Linked DNA regions of Mus musculus: all the other regions are linked to region 1. The links are chromatin contacts, called in public HiChIP or PLAC-seq and promoter capture Hi-C maps. All regions are on one chromosome and are shown on one strand. The core of a region is the stretch at or near the end of the contact, and the rest is flanking DNA. Distances in the headings are between cores, read along the strand shown.

Region 1 (4,132 bases), core at 1,120-3,619:
TTTTTTCAAAAGATCTTTTATGTTAACATTGTGACATGTTTCAGAGTAGGGCTGACGCATAGAAAACTAAATAATGGAACTTCGTTCTACAGACACAAAATTCTCATGCTCTCTATATACAATGAGAATGCCTCAGAATTCACCCGTTCCCGATATGAAGGGGAACAGGTAACCTAAAACCTTGACTCTACACACAGATGCCTACCTTCTCTTCTAGAAGTCGGACCAGTTCATCTCAAGCTCCAGAGCTGCAGAAGGAACACCAGAGGTAAGTACATCTGCAACCATTACTTAATAAATAAAGCAACACACCCATGTGTGGACTATGTTGACATTAACCATCTTTTAGTATAAATAGAACACTTAATGTACTACCCAGTACATTGGGTGGATCTACTCAGAAATGTTTGAACACAACTTGAAATGCAAAGCCATATCACCCTCTAAGTATTAAACATTCACCAACGCTCCCATTTATTACATTTATTATTTTGAGTGTGCACACACGTGTGCTAGCACACACATGAAGGTGCAAGAATAACTCTAGAGAGCTGGCTCTCTCCACCAGGTCCCAGAATCAAAGGTAACGGGCTTGGCACTGCTAAGCCCTCTCACTCCATTCTCCAACCCCTCATCTACTTTAAAAAGACATGGGGTGACTGCATTAAATTCCTGCCTGTTCTATTGGCCTCAGGTAAATCCTTTAACCCATCACAGCAGCGTATCCAGTCAGGTTAGAGTTCTCATCCTTGGCCAAGAACTGTTCCTGGAATTATGCCTGGAAAGCCAAACTTGCCATCTAACACATACCTTGAATTCATGATCATCCTGGACACAGCACTCATCTGCTCAAAAGAAAAAAGAACCAGCACTGTTACAAGCAGCAGCCACAGCTTCCTTCAGAAAGGACCTTCCTGGTGGCTCCTAGCTGCATCTGGTGATGGAAGGCCTGCCTCTGACTAGCATTTATTCCTGCACAGAGCTCTAATCTTCATACTGCTGACAGCTGGGAGTCCATTTTATTCCCTCTGGGCCATCTTTCCCACTATTTCCACCCCAGAAGCAAAAACTCTTAATGTTTAGAAGCAAATAGTACTGCAGGTAATAGCAGTACTCTTCCTTTAAGAAAGTGAAACATTTTCTCTGATTTCAAAACCAGAAGCAGCGTCAGATGTGTCTCCTGAGCCTGAATGAGGAAGGGAAAAATAACTCCTTACCTTAGAAGGTGGCTCATGCTGCCCTTCACTCTCGAAGGGGCTCAACAGAACCCTAACCTCTAACGGAAAGAAAACTACAACACAGGGAACTTGTTTACAAGAGCCCACAAGCCTATTTTTCCTCTAAAATGTCCTTTACCAGGCACAGTGGCTTATGTCCATAAATGCCAATACTTAGGGTCCTAGAGCACAAATATTCTCTGGGCCAGTATGACAATCTGTCTCAATAATCTAATAATCTTTTAAAAAGATTTATTTCTTCTATATGAGTGCACTGTTGCTATCTCCAGACAACACCAGAGGAGGGCATCAGATCTCATTACAGATGGTTGTGAGCCACCATGTGGTTGCTGAGAATTTAACTCGGGAACTCTAGAAGAGCTGTCAGTACTCTTAACCACTGAGTCATCTCTCCAACCATGATATTTACTTTTAATTGGTGTCTCAATCAGTCACCTCTTAAACAGGGAGGACTCCTGGGTGCTCGCTAAACACCTATACCCGGTCTTAGGAATTCCAAATCACGATTCCTAAATCATTGCTTATAAGTCACCTTGCTTAAGTGCTAATCCAGTGGCTCAGATTTCTCCCAGGACCCAAAACCCAGACAGGCTGGGTCTGTGTCAGCAGTAGGGTAATCCAGGTCCTGTAGGCAGAGGTCCCTGCTGGACTCGGTTGCAGGTATCCGCCTGAATATACCCTCAAACCTTAAAACAAATGAGCACAAAACAAAAAGCCCAGCCTTTGTGCCAAGCAGCAATTAAAGGACACGTGCGGCGGCGAGGACGCGCCTGCGTGGGCGAAATCACCCCTGCCCTTGCTGACACTGGGATTATCCTGCCTCCTGCTACTTTCCGAGCTCTGATCTCATTCGCTTCCTAAATAGTCGATGTCCCCGTCATCGGAGTCCTGGGCGGGCGGGAAGCCCCGAGTGTGCCCAGGACCCGGGCTGTCCGGACGCCGCGCCTCCATCCGAGAGGGGACAAATCCGGGCAGCGCAAGGCTGATCGCCTGTCCCACACAGAAGGGACGCGTATGGGCAGGGACCCGCGCCACGGGCGAGCGCCGTGAAAATCGCCAAGACCACGTGGCGTGGTCCTGGGACTCGCAATGGGGAGAGTACTTACCAGGAGCGCGCCGCGGCGGAAGAGCTGGGCGCCAGGGCGGGACCGAGTTTAAAACCGACCGGACATTGAGCACCGGGGCTCAGCCAACCAGAGTGGCCCAGCGCCCCTCCTGCCCGCCCCTTCCCCCGTTCCCGCCTGACTCCAGCGCCGGCCCTCACGCGCCCCCTGGCGGCACCAGAGCCACTGGCCCCGCCCGCTTCCCCAAAAAGACTTAAACTATGTCTGTCTGTGATATTTGCATGTGCTCAAAATGCCAGACATAGGTGTCAGCTTCCCTGGAGCTGGACTCACAGACAGCTGTGAGCCTCCTAAATTGAATGCTGGGAACTAAATTCAGGTCCTCTACAAGAACAGAACACTGTTTAAGCGGCAAACCATCTCTCTAGCCATGTAAAAACAAAACGTAAACCAACCAAACAGACCAAAACATCCGCCATTAAATTCCTGCTACATCCTGCCACAAGTAAGCCACCTTTTATTTCTCCTTATAGCAACAGCCCTCAAAAGAGTTGCCTACTCTTTGTGTGCTCTTGGTATGTTAAGCGTCACAGGCCACTGAGGAACTGAAAAGTAAGACACCACCATGGTACCACTTACACACTTATCAAAACGCCTGCACCCCAGACCCCACTCATCCATTGCTTGTGGGAACGCAAGAGGAGAATTCAGAAGACAGTGGTGTAAGAAGGAACCAACTGAAGCCATTTGGAACAGGCCTTAACTCAAAGTTTAAGTTCCCAAGACCTCCCTGGGTAACTGACTTCCTGCTTGGTGAGTAGAAGCATGGATGCTAGGTGAGTGCACTTCAACATGAACGCTGCAGTTGAGTCCTGTAGGAACAGAGTAAGTGCACCACAAAGACGTGCTCTTAAGGAAGTCCCCTACCCCTAAGTCCTGATTGGTGGGATAACTTAGCACAGACGTTTATGGATTTCAAGCTTAAAAGCCCCGTACCATTCTGGCTTGGGGTTGCAGTTCAGTTCCTGAGTCTCTTCTATGGCCCTGATTGATCAGCAGCAGCCCGAGTGCAATACATCTTTGTCATCTGCTTAAATACTTACTAAGATGTTCGAAGACGCAGTCAGACGGAGTCTGTGCTGCTGTTCCTAACTGGTTGATTTTTGCTGCCTAATTCAAATAAAGATCTTGCTTTGGGGGGACTCTTGAACCTGCTCGGGTTGTTTTGGATTTTTAGACCCCAACACAAGAACATATCTATAGGCACCTTAAACTGTTTCTCTATTTGTTTCTCAGTATGTGTACGTGAGTGTCTTTGTGTTTGTGCTCGTGTTGCCCATGCACGTGGAGGTCACAGGTTGGTGTTTCTTTCCCTCAATTATTCTCCACATTATTTTTTGAGACAAGTTCTATCACTGGGCGTCACTGACTCAGCTAGACTCTTCACTAGTCCTCCCCGCCCTGCAGAGGTCTCTGCAGCCTGCATGGGCATCAGAGAGAGGAGCCTTGGGAGGTGAGGATACAAGGCAGGTCAGCTCCACAGGGCTCAGTGGTCAGCGCTGACAAAACTTTGGCAGTCAGACCTCAGTTATTTATTTTAGGTATACTTAAGCACAGCACAGTGTGGCCAAAACTATCCTTGTGATGGTTTGTTGCATTCGTCCTCGACCAGCCCGAACGACAAGACCACCAGTTCTTCTAACAGCAGTTTATTCGGCAACCTTCAGTCTTCATCTCTCTCCCTCTTCATCTCTCTCCCCCAACCCCGGGCCTCTCACTCTTATATACTCTCAGCCCGCATCCACTCACGGCAGGCCACGTCACCTCACC
Region 2 (4,132 bases), core at 488-2,987, 330 kb before region 1:
GAAAGGACACGTGATGGAAGATTCTTTGTTAATGACACGCATGTATTGGTCCGCCTGTCATTGTGTAGTTGATCTGCATTTGCTGGACTCCATAGAAGAGCAACGCCTCTGATGTTAGATGGGAATCACACTTTAAAAGGGTCAGAATATGGATCCCGAGGGAAAGAATGCTCCGCACTGTTCATGAACACCTGGAGTGCCCATCCTTCAATAGGTAAGCCATTTGCTTGAGTTTTTTGGTCTACTATACGCATGTGTGTTTGTGCGCAGGTGTGTGTGATGGCCAAAGGTTGGTGTTAGGTGTCTTCCCCTATCATTTCTCCATCCTTTTGACAGGGTTTCTGGAAATGGCTGGTCAGCAAGTTCTGGGCATCTACCTGTCTCTGCCTCTTGAGTGCTGGGGAGACAGATTCACGCACTCCCATGCCTAAGTGCTGGGCATCAGCTTGGGTCCTCACATCTGCATATCTCTGCAGCCACTGCTCCACCCACTCAGCGGCTCCTTCCACGTTTGATTTTCTCCCATGTAAAAGGTGAGGGCTTGGGACTGGAGAGGTAGATAGTTCAGAGGTTAGGAGGACTGCTGCTTCAGAGGACGAGAGTTCAGTTCCTAGCACCTTTATATGGTGCCTCACAACTGTAACCTCAGCTGCAGGGAATCTGACCTCTAAAGGAACCAGGCATGTACGTGGTGCACAGACACACATGCAGGCACAAGTCAGAGTTGGGAGACGGAGTTCCTGTCATGCAGGAGACACTGTACCTGGGTTTGATCTCCAGAAACCACTGTTCACATCCCTATTTAAAGGGACAGAAAGTGGAGTAGAATGAGAAAATTACTTTATTCAGTACACTGTACTGTTTAGTTCCACTCGTAATTACAGTACAAAAGAGTCCCTTGCTTATTGACTTTTTTGGCTATCCTTTATTTAGCTGGGTGTTTAGAAAAGTTAAACTTTAAAATCCCTCAAATTACTGAAAGCTATATATATATATAAACGTATTCAAGTCAATCTCAGAAGCCATAGTTAGGGAGGAGTATGGGTCAGGTAGAATCCGCCTGGCCTGGGTGAGCCCAGCCTGATCTGCAGCACTATAAAAACAGGGCTTTCAAAGCCATTCAGAGCTTTCTCTTGGAGGTCTCTTGTTCACTCTGTGCTGTCCACACTGGCCTGAATTTGTGGTGTTCTGCTGCTCAGCTTCCCAGACTGTAGGCATGCAGGACATGCCTGGCTAAGGCATTCTTTCTGTATTTAAACCTGACCTTTATACAGTCAGAAGCTCGACCGGTGGCGGCTTCAGTGGAATTTTTCCCAGGGTAAATCTCTGGGATTGAAACTGCTCCAGTTCTTCCTTCATCAGCTGATCCCTGGGTGTGAACAGTGCGTTATCAGCGGCACCGGAGGCTAGGACAGAGGTAGATATGCCGCTACCTCCAAACACGTCAGTGGAAGGTTTAGCAAATACAGCCTGAGAATGTGGGCTAGGACTGCCAAAACCAGCCACAGAACTGCCGCTTCTCAAGGGAGGGGCTGTTGTAGAGCCAGAGGGACTCGCTGCCATGGAGGCTGGAAATCCCGAAAACCCAGGTGATGCAAAACTGGAACCTTCAGGGCTCTTGAACGAAAATGATGCAGCAGACGTGGCTTCAGGTTTCCCAAGTCCAAAGGCTGGAGTGGAGGAAGAGATGGAGGAGCCCGCAGAGGGCCCAGCCCCAAAGGCTGGGTGACTTCCAAATACTGAAGTGCTTCCGGAAGGAGGAGTGGCAAGTCCAGGGCTTGTTTTAAAACTAAAGTTCTGAACAGTACTGCTGCTGCTGTTATTCACTGGGAAGCCTACAAACATAGGTTACAGTCAGAAAATGTGGCCGTGCCGCTCCCTTCTCTTATTTCAGACATGTGTAGATATTGAAGAGTTTAGGGACACATGAAAACAAAGTTAAACCGACCCTCTGAGTCCCACTGCCCTGTCACGACTCATGCGTCCATGCGAGTCAGAGTGGGTGTGCGCTTCGGCTTGCCATGCTTTTCAGCAGAGCAGCCTTGTGACTGCTGTGTGCTGACAAAGGTCTCAATGACACTCCTGCCACACTGGTGTGCTCCTATCAAATTCCTGAGAGCCTTGCTATGAAGGCCAAGCTTGCCTTAGATGTTTGATTCTTTACTGCAGCCTCTGCAGGCTAGAATTATATATATATATAATCATCACGCCCAGTTTCCTATGAGGCAGAGAGACATTCCTAAAATGTTCTTCTAGAGCTGGGCATGGTGGTTCCCATCTGTACTCCCATTGCAGGGGCAGAGGCAGAAGGATCAAAAGTCCTGGTTCACAAAGTGAGTTCCAGGCCAGGGCTACACAGTAATAGCCTATCTCAGAGACAAAAGTACTTCTATAAGCTGAGCCCCAGCACTCCCCCTTACTCCCACTCCACCAGCCTACCTTCCCAAAGCATTTGTGGAGCTAAGTTCTTCAAGGCTCCATTATGGAGGAATTTGTGAGAATTATTTAAAATGGTGATTCAGGCTTTCTAAAGTTGCAATCTATAGCATCCCACTTTTCTGAGCCACACTCTCTTACCTGGTGACCCAAACGACCCTGCTTGCTTACTTCCAAATCCAAACGCAGGCACTGCTTGACTGACCCCATCTTTTACGTCAGAGAGCTGAAAAACCAACACAAATACAACACTTCATGAGTAGTTATCATAGACTGTTGCTATACAGTACATTTTAAAAATGTATTATTTAAATATGCACTTTTAATATATAAAATGTCCATTATGTGATCAAGAGAAGGAAAGGATATAATACTCCACAAACTATAAAATCAACTAATATGCACATTGATATAAAACTGCACTAGAAATGAACGACAGTTATCTCTGGCTGGGGACAACTTTAATTTTATACTTGTTAAAGTTCAAGTTGTTAAATTCAATTTGTTAATTAAAATTGTTAGAATTCAACTTGTTAAAAACAACATATTATAATCAGAAAAACATTTTTTAATCAATATACATTGTATCCATATAAAAAACCTTCAAGAATAAATAAAATTGCATTCTAGAAAACCACACATGTCAGTGTTTATAAAATTACACCCGAATTTGTTAGTCACTCCAGGTACAGGTTTAACTGGGTGTTTAGAAAAGTTAAACTTTAAAATCCCTCAAATTACTGAAAGCTATATATATATATAAACGTATTCAAGTCAATCTCAGAAGCCATAGTTAGGGAGGAGTATGGGTCAGGTAGAATCCGCCTGGCCTGGGTAAGCCCAGCCTGATCTGCAGCACTATAAAAACAGGGCTTTCAAAGCCATTCAGAGCTTTCTCTTGGAGGTCTCTTGTCAGAGTATGCCCAGGCTACCTCCTCAATGCTTCAACTCAACTTGCAGTCACAGTGCTATAAAACGCTTCCTACTAAAACCCATTGGACTGACCTACTCTGCTGACTGATGGATGCCCTTTTCAAGGAACCTTCCACCAATCCCGACTCCTTCCCTCCAAGACATTTGTCTTTCTTCTTTTTTTCTCTATAGACTAGGCTATCTTGAGCTCACAGATATCCACCTCTCCTCTACCTAAGTGCCGTGATTAAAGTTGCATACCACTGCACCAAGCCTGAAACCATTGAAGCTGAGCTTTCTTTCCTAGAAGTATCTTAGACAATTTCATCTAGTTCACATAGAGCTACTTCTCAACCTTCCTAATGCTGTGACACTTTAATACAATTTCCTCATGTTGCAGTGACCTCCCCAACATAAAATTATTTTAGTTGCTACTTCAAAACTGTAATTTTGCTACTGTTACATAACTGTAACATAAATATCTGACATATAGATGTCTCATATGTGACCCCTGTGAAAGGGTCATCACCCTCAGGTTGAGCAGAGATGATGTGTTTTGACATATTTCAGTGACTCCTAATACACTTATAATCACCGCAAACCAATTTCTATTGCCCTTAAGAGCTTCCTATGACCTTCCTGGGCAGACAGCCCTTTCTCCACTTCTGGTCCCACACAATTGATCATTAGCTCACCACTACAGACAGGTGCTGTCCCTTCCATAGTTTCATAACGACAGAATTATACAGGGTTTTTGTTTTGTTTTGTTTTTTCCTTGCTTCTT
Region 3 (4,132 bases), core at 797-3,296, 270 kb before region 1:
AGAAAAAAACAATAGTTTTTAACCTAAAAACACTTACTTGTGAACATTAAGTTAAAGAAGTGACTGGCTGCAGCCAGGACAACGCGGTGAGCGGGGATCTTTCTTTCCTGGACAGTGAGGATCACGTCACACAGTGTTCTCTAGTAGAGGAGAAAAGTATATGAAAAGGAGCTCACTGGTTGGAGCTCAGCAATAGTAAGTATAGCAAAGTAGGAACCTACCAAATGCTGTAATGCCTGTACATATTTTCTACTTATATCCTTTCCACACACTTTAGAGAGCATTTGTCAAAGACTTAGAGTACCTGTTAGATAGTATCAACATTTGGTACTATACTTCCAACAGTCAAGAGAAACACAAGTTAGTGTATTAAAAGCAAGTCTGGTATATAAAGGGGATTCCAGGACAGCCAAGATTATAGAAAGAGACCCTATCCTGAAAAACAAAAGAGAAACAAACAAAACAAAAGTCTGCAGAGCTGCATGGGTGGTACACAGCCGCCCAGAGGCTGAGGAGAATCACTCTGAGGCCAGTCTGGGCTGTATAAGGACATCCTATCTTGCTTTGACTGTCAATAGAAAAAGAGTCTGCTAATCCTTCAGGGAAGCCAAAACTTTTTTCCTGTCATAAATTCTAAGGCCTTTATTGTTAGCTTTCAACAGGGAAGGGGACAATTAAATGATATAATATGTGCAAGTTATCAATGCTTGGTAAAATCCAGAGAATATGGCACATAACCCAAAAAGGTAGTGGGAACCAGAAAGGACTCAGACACAGAGTAAATGAAGTGACTCTTTAGCAATCTTCCCTTAAATAGCTTGTCTCACAAACATCCTTTAAATAGAAGCTGGATAGCAGCCATTTCTAAACTAATTCCTGACCAAGACAACAGCAGTGACACTCTAGGCTGTGCAAAGAAGGTAGGCCTGCAATAACTTAAACTTCAAAAGGATAGGGAAAAAAAGGAGTACTGAAAATACATCAAGGGTTAGCACCTTACAGATGACTTTTAAAGAAAAAGAAATGTCTTTGGGGGAACACATCAAAAAATATATTCACAATGAAGCTGAAGATATTCTAACCACTGGGAGGTAACATATTCCATTATTCTTTTTTTTTTTTATTTTAAGTTTTAACTGTTATGTGTATGGGTGTTTTGATTGTAAGTATGTCTGTGTACCACATGACCCCTGAGGGAGTCAGATGAGGATGTCAATCCCCAGGCATCGGGATGGTTTTTAAATGCCATGTGAGTGATGGGAATTGAACCTGGGTCCTTTGCTGAGCCATCTTTCCAGCCCCATATTAAGTGGTTTGTAAATCTTGTTGCAAATCAATAATTTAGTAGCTTAGCAGATACAGTTTTTGCAAATTTTAAGTGTTTTCCTAAATAAGTATTTTACTAATAGTTTTTGAAAAATTGACATTTCCTACTATTTAGCTATTTTGTTTATGTGAGTACACACATGCGTGCATGCATGCGTATGCGTGTACCACATATATGCAGATAAGTATACATACATGGCCTGTGCATTCAGTGGTCAAAAAAGGTTATCCCGTTGTCTCCCTCCTCCACCTACCTCCACTAACTGACTAAATCTCTCAATGAACATAAAGCTGGCTGTCTTTGTGAGGCTGGACGAGAGGGCTTTCAGGACCAGATCTCTCCACCTTCCACTCGGTTATAAACACATTTGCTTTGTGGGGCTTTTCTGTGGGAATTTGAAACCAGCTCCTCTTGCTTACACAGCAAGTGCTCTTACCCATTAAGCCATTCCACCAATCCTACTTTATTTTGCGAATAAAAATCCAAGTAAGATGCTAATACTTAGGAAAAAGGAAAGGAGCCACCCAAAGCAGACTAAAAGAGATACAGAACTTTACATTTAGTCTATTTCAAGATTTGTTAAGTTTTGTGGGCCAGTACTTAGAATCTTATGCAGATTGGTAGCCCCTAAAGCTATTGTTGCTTCCATAGAAAGCTGAGCTTTTAAAGGTTCACTGTCTGACCTATGTGAGTAGGGTGCAAACAAGCAACAGTCCTCGGGTGACTTGCCATATGCCATACTAAAATATGCAAAGTAGTGCACACAGAATCTCTGATGTACTGTGTAGACACAGCACCTGTCAGTAAAAAAAACAAAAAAAAAAACAAAACAAAACAAAAAAAACCTATGGGCTATATATAGGAAGGGGTAGAATAGAAGGAGGGACATCTGGTAGGAAAAAAGGATTCTGGGAAAGAGACGTGTGGGAAATTCACCCAGGAACATGGAGGACAGAAGCCTGGGGGCTAGCCATGTGGCAGAACTTAGACTAGAATGAATGGGATATTAAGTTATGATCTAATCAGGGAATCAACCAAAGCATAAGGCCAAAAGTGTTTATAAATATATTTTGAGTCTCAGAGTTGTTATTAGGGAGGGGGCGGGGCTGATGGCACTCAACATGGAAGGCATGTAATTTAAACCTTTTCATTCATATTCAGGTATTAGACAGAGTAGTGGGTAAAGAGCAGGAAACAAAGGGCCCTGCTGGGCTACAGAGCACTTGATTGAGGCCCCTGAGCCTGCATTCTCTCTCAGACTAACAGAAATCCTGCCCCAGGACAGGATTTGTGCCCCAGCTGCTACAGCAAGAGACAAAGGCAGCACTTCTAAGAGTAGGATGGAAGCAGGACTTTAGCAGGTCAAAGGAGAACTCAACTCAGTACAGCTAGGCTAGCTGAGGGGCAGGGAGACAGAGTCTGAGGGGTCATTCCTCTAATGAACACAGAGCAGAAACACACAAGTTCAAAACACAGCTCTCAGTTAAACCTGAGAGTGCTGAACTACAGTCACCTTCTCAGAGTGGGGGAAAGCCATAGGAGGTATTTGTGAGTATATGCTGCACACACAAGGGCCCAGGACTGCAGTGGCATAAGACAAAACTGCGGTTTTTCTGCAATTCACCCTTTCCTGTTAACCAGAGGGCCAAGGACAGTGGCAGTGTCCTGAGCTAAACAATAAAGGGAGACAAAAAAAGGACACACAGAAAGAATCCAAATGAACCAAAACTTCTTTTCAGAGAAGGTAAAAAAATTGTTTTAAGACTGAAAAGGGAAGAAAACTGGATTTAAATTTCACACACATATATAAAAATAATCCAAAATTGATAACTATAAAGATGAACAATGACAGAGGTTGTCTAGCTTATCTGATCTCTTTTAAATGGTTCAAAGACACAAATAAGAGAAACAGATACATCTAAACTGGAAGTAGCATATCACTGATTATGACAATTATCATACTAATAATCCTCATTTTCACCTTAACAGTACTATTGCCTTCTCAGAGATAAAGCCTTAGACAAAAATTTTGAAAATTTATAAATCAGACTAAGAAAAAACCTAAAACATCAGCGATGAAGTAAAATGGAGAAAGTAACATTTGGAAACAAGATTTAGAAAAAAATTCTTAACTTATAATCACACTGCTAAGATATCAGAGATAAAACATAGTGTGAGACCCCAACTTAGAGCGTTTCTCCCCTAGAAGGTAATGCCCCTGGATGTTTCCCAAGCTTATTTTCCCTGATCTCTAAAAATACAGCCAGAAAGAAGCTCTTTGTTCTCTATAGCCAGCAAAAAGCTTTTGTTTCTGTGCCTTCCAGCTAGAGATTCCATAACTGTAGGAAGACCTACAAGGACATGGAGATAGACCAGGAGAGGAGGCTGCAGCTCACTCTCCCCCTCACCAGAAAGGAGCTGTAGCCAACTCTCCTCCCAACTTCTTCCAACTCCTCCCAATTCCTCACTAGCTGTTAAAAGCCCCCTACTGTCACCGCTCCTGGTCAAACTCCCCTGCCCTGCACCAAGAAGGGACTTCCTCCTCTGCTAGCTGATAATAAAACCTCTTGCAGTTTGCATCAGGTGTGGTTTTCTCTCCAGATGTTGGGGTGTTGGCCAGCTCATCCCGGGACTTGAGCTGAGGCCCAGCATCAGGGGTCTTACAATAGGGAGGGAAAAAAATTAAGGCAGACTTTCTCAAAGAAGAGGCTGAAAAACTAGATACTAGATTGGAGACCACAGAGCAGATGGAGGATTCTTTGAATCAAAATAGAGAACACTCACAGAAATCCAATCTAGAATTCA

What was found. Promoter capture Hi-C pulls out the DNA fragments that hold promoters and counts their contacts. HiChIP or PLAC-seq counts read pairs in DNA pulled down with a chosen protein or histone mark.
Region 2: a contact with region 1 is called in a promoter capture Hi-C map of embryonic stem cells, with 3 times the contacts expected there. The contact joins the enhancer-like site here to the promoter of 2700038G22Rik in region 1. A contact is called at or near these places in 16 of 39 promoter capture datasets (the 3T3-L1 cell line, the C10 cell line, the HPC-7 cell line and 12 more), 5 of 115 datasets of contacts at active chromatin or transcription factors (acute myeloid leukemia, bone marrow-derived macrophages, embryonic basal ganglia and 2 more) and 2 of 9 other capture datasets (adipose tissue and macrophages).
Region 3: an H3K4me3 HiChIP or PLAC-seq map of embryonic basal ganglia shows a contact between it and region 1, with 4 times the contacts expected there. The contact joins the enhancer-like site here to the promoter of 2700038G22Rik in region 1. A contact is called at or near these places in 17 of 39 promoter capture datasets (the 3T3-L1 cell line, 3T3-L1-derived adipocytes, the HPC-7 cell line and 13 more), 16 of 115 datasets of contacts at active chromatin or transcription factors (the 230-238 cell line, bone marrow-derived macrophages, cardiomyocytes and 12 more) and 2 of 9 other capture datasets (embryonic stem cells and liver).

What each region holds. Positions count from the first base shown.
Region 1 is chr5:23,848,834-23,852,965 of GRCm38.p6, reverse strand. It overlaps 2700038G22Rik (RIKEN cDNA 2700038G22 gene), which reads right to left and starts at 2,369. Exons shown (of 4, transcript NR_045042.1): 1 at 2,345-2,369; 2 at 811-845; 3 at 206-248. It overlaps Gm42228 (a long non-coding RNA gene), which reads left to right. Exons shown (of 2, transcript XR_880875.3): 1 at 1-268; 2 at 2,836-3,512. Snord93 (small nucleolar RNA, C/D box 93) reads right to left here and starts at 733; the gene lies at 689-733.
Region 2 is chr5:24,179,611-24,183,742 of GRCm38.p6, reverse strand. Nupl2 (nucleoporin like 2) reads right to left here. Exons shown (of 7, transcript NM_153092.4): 6 at 2,578-2,662; 7 at 1-1,835. The coding sequence ends at 1,267. Among named protein-coding and RNA genes, the nearest start is that of Nupl2, 17 kb to the right of the region's middle. Within about 2 kb of position 1,737, at least 21 of the 459 cell types and tissues checked have an H3K27ac peak or open chromatin away from gene starts, as enhancers often do. A contact at or near this core is called in embryonic stem cells, where this site is marked.
Region 3 is chr5:24,122,830-24,126,961 of GRCm38.p6, reverse strand. Klhl7 (kelch-like 7) reads right to left here. Exons shown (of 11, transcript NM_026448.3): 2 at 38-140. Among named protein-coding and RNA genes, the nearest start is that of Klhl7, 24 kb to the right of the region's middle. Within about 2 kb of position 2,046, at least 25 of the 459 cell types and tissues checked have an H3K27ac peak or open chromatin away from gene starts, as enhancers often do. A contact at or near this core is called in embryonic basal ganglia, embryonic forebrain and embryonic stem cells, where this site is marked.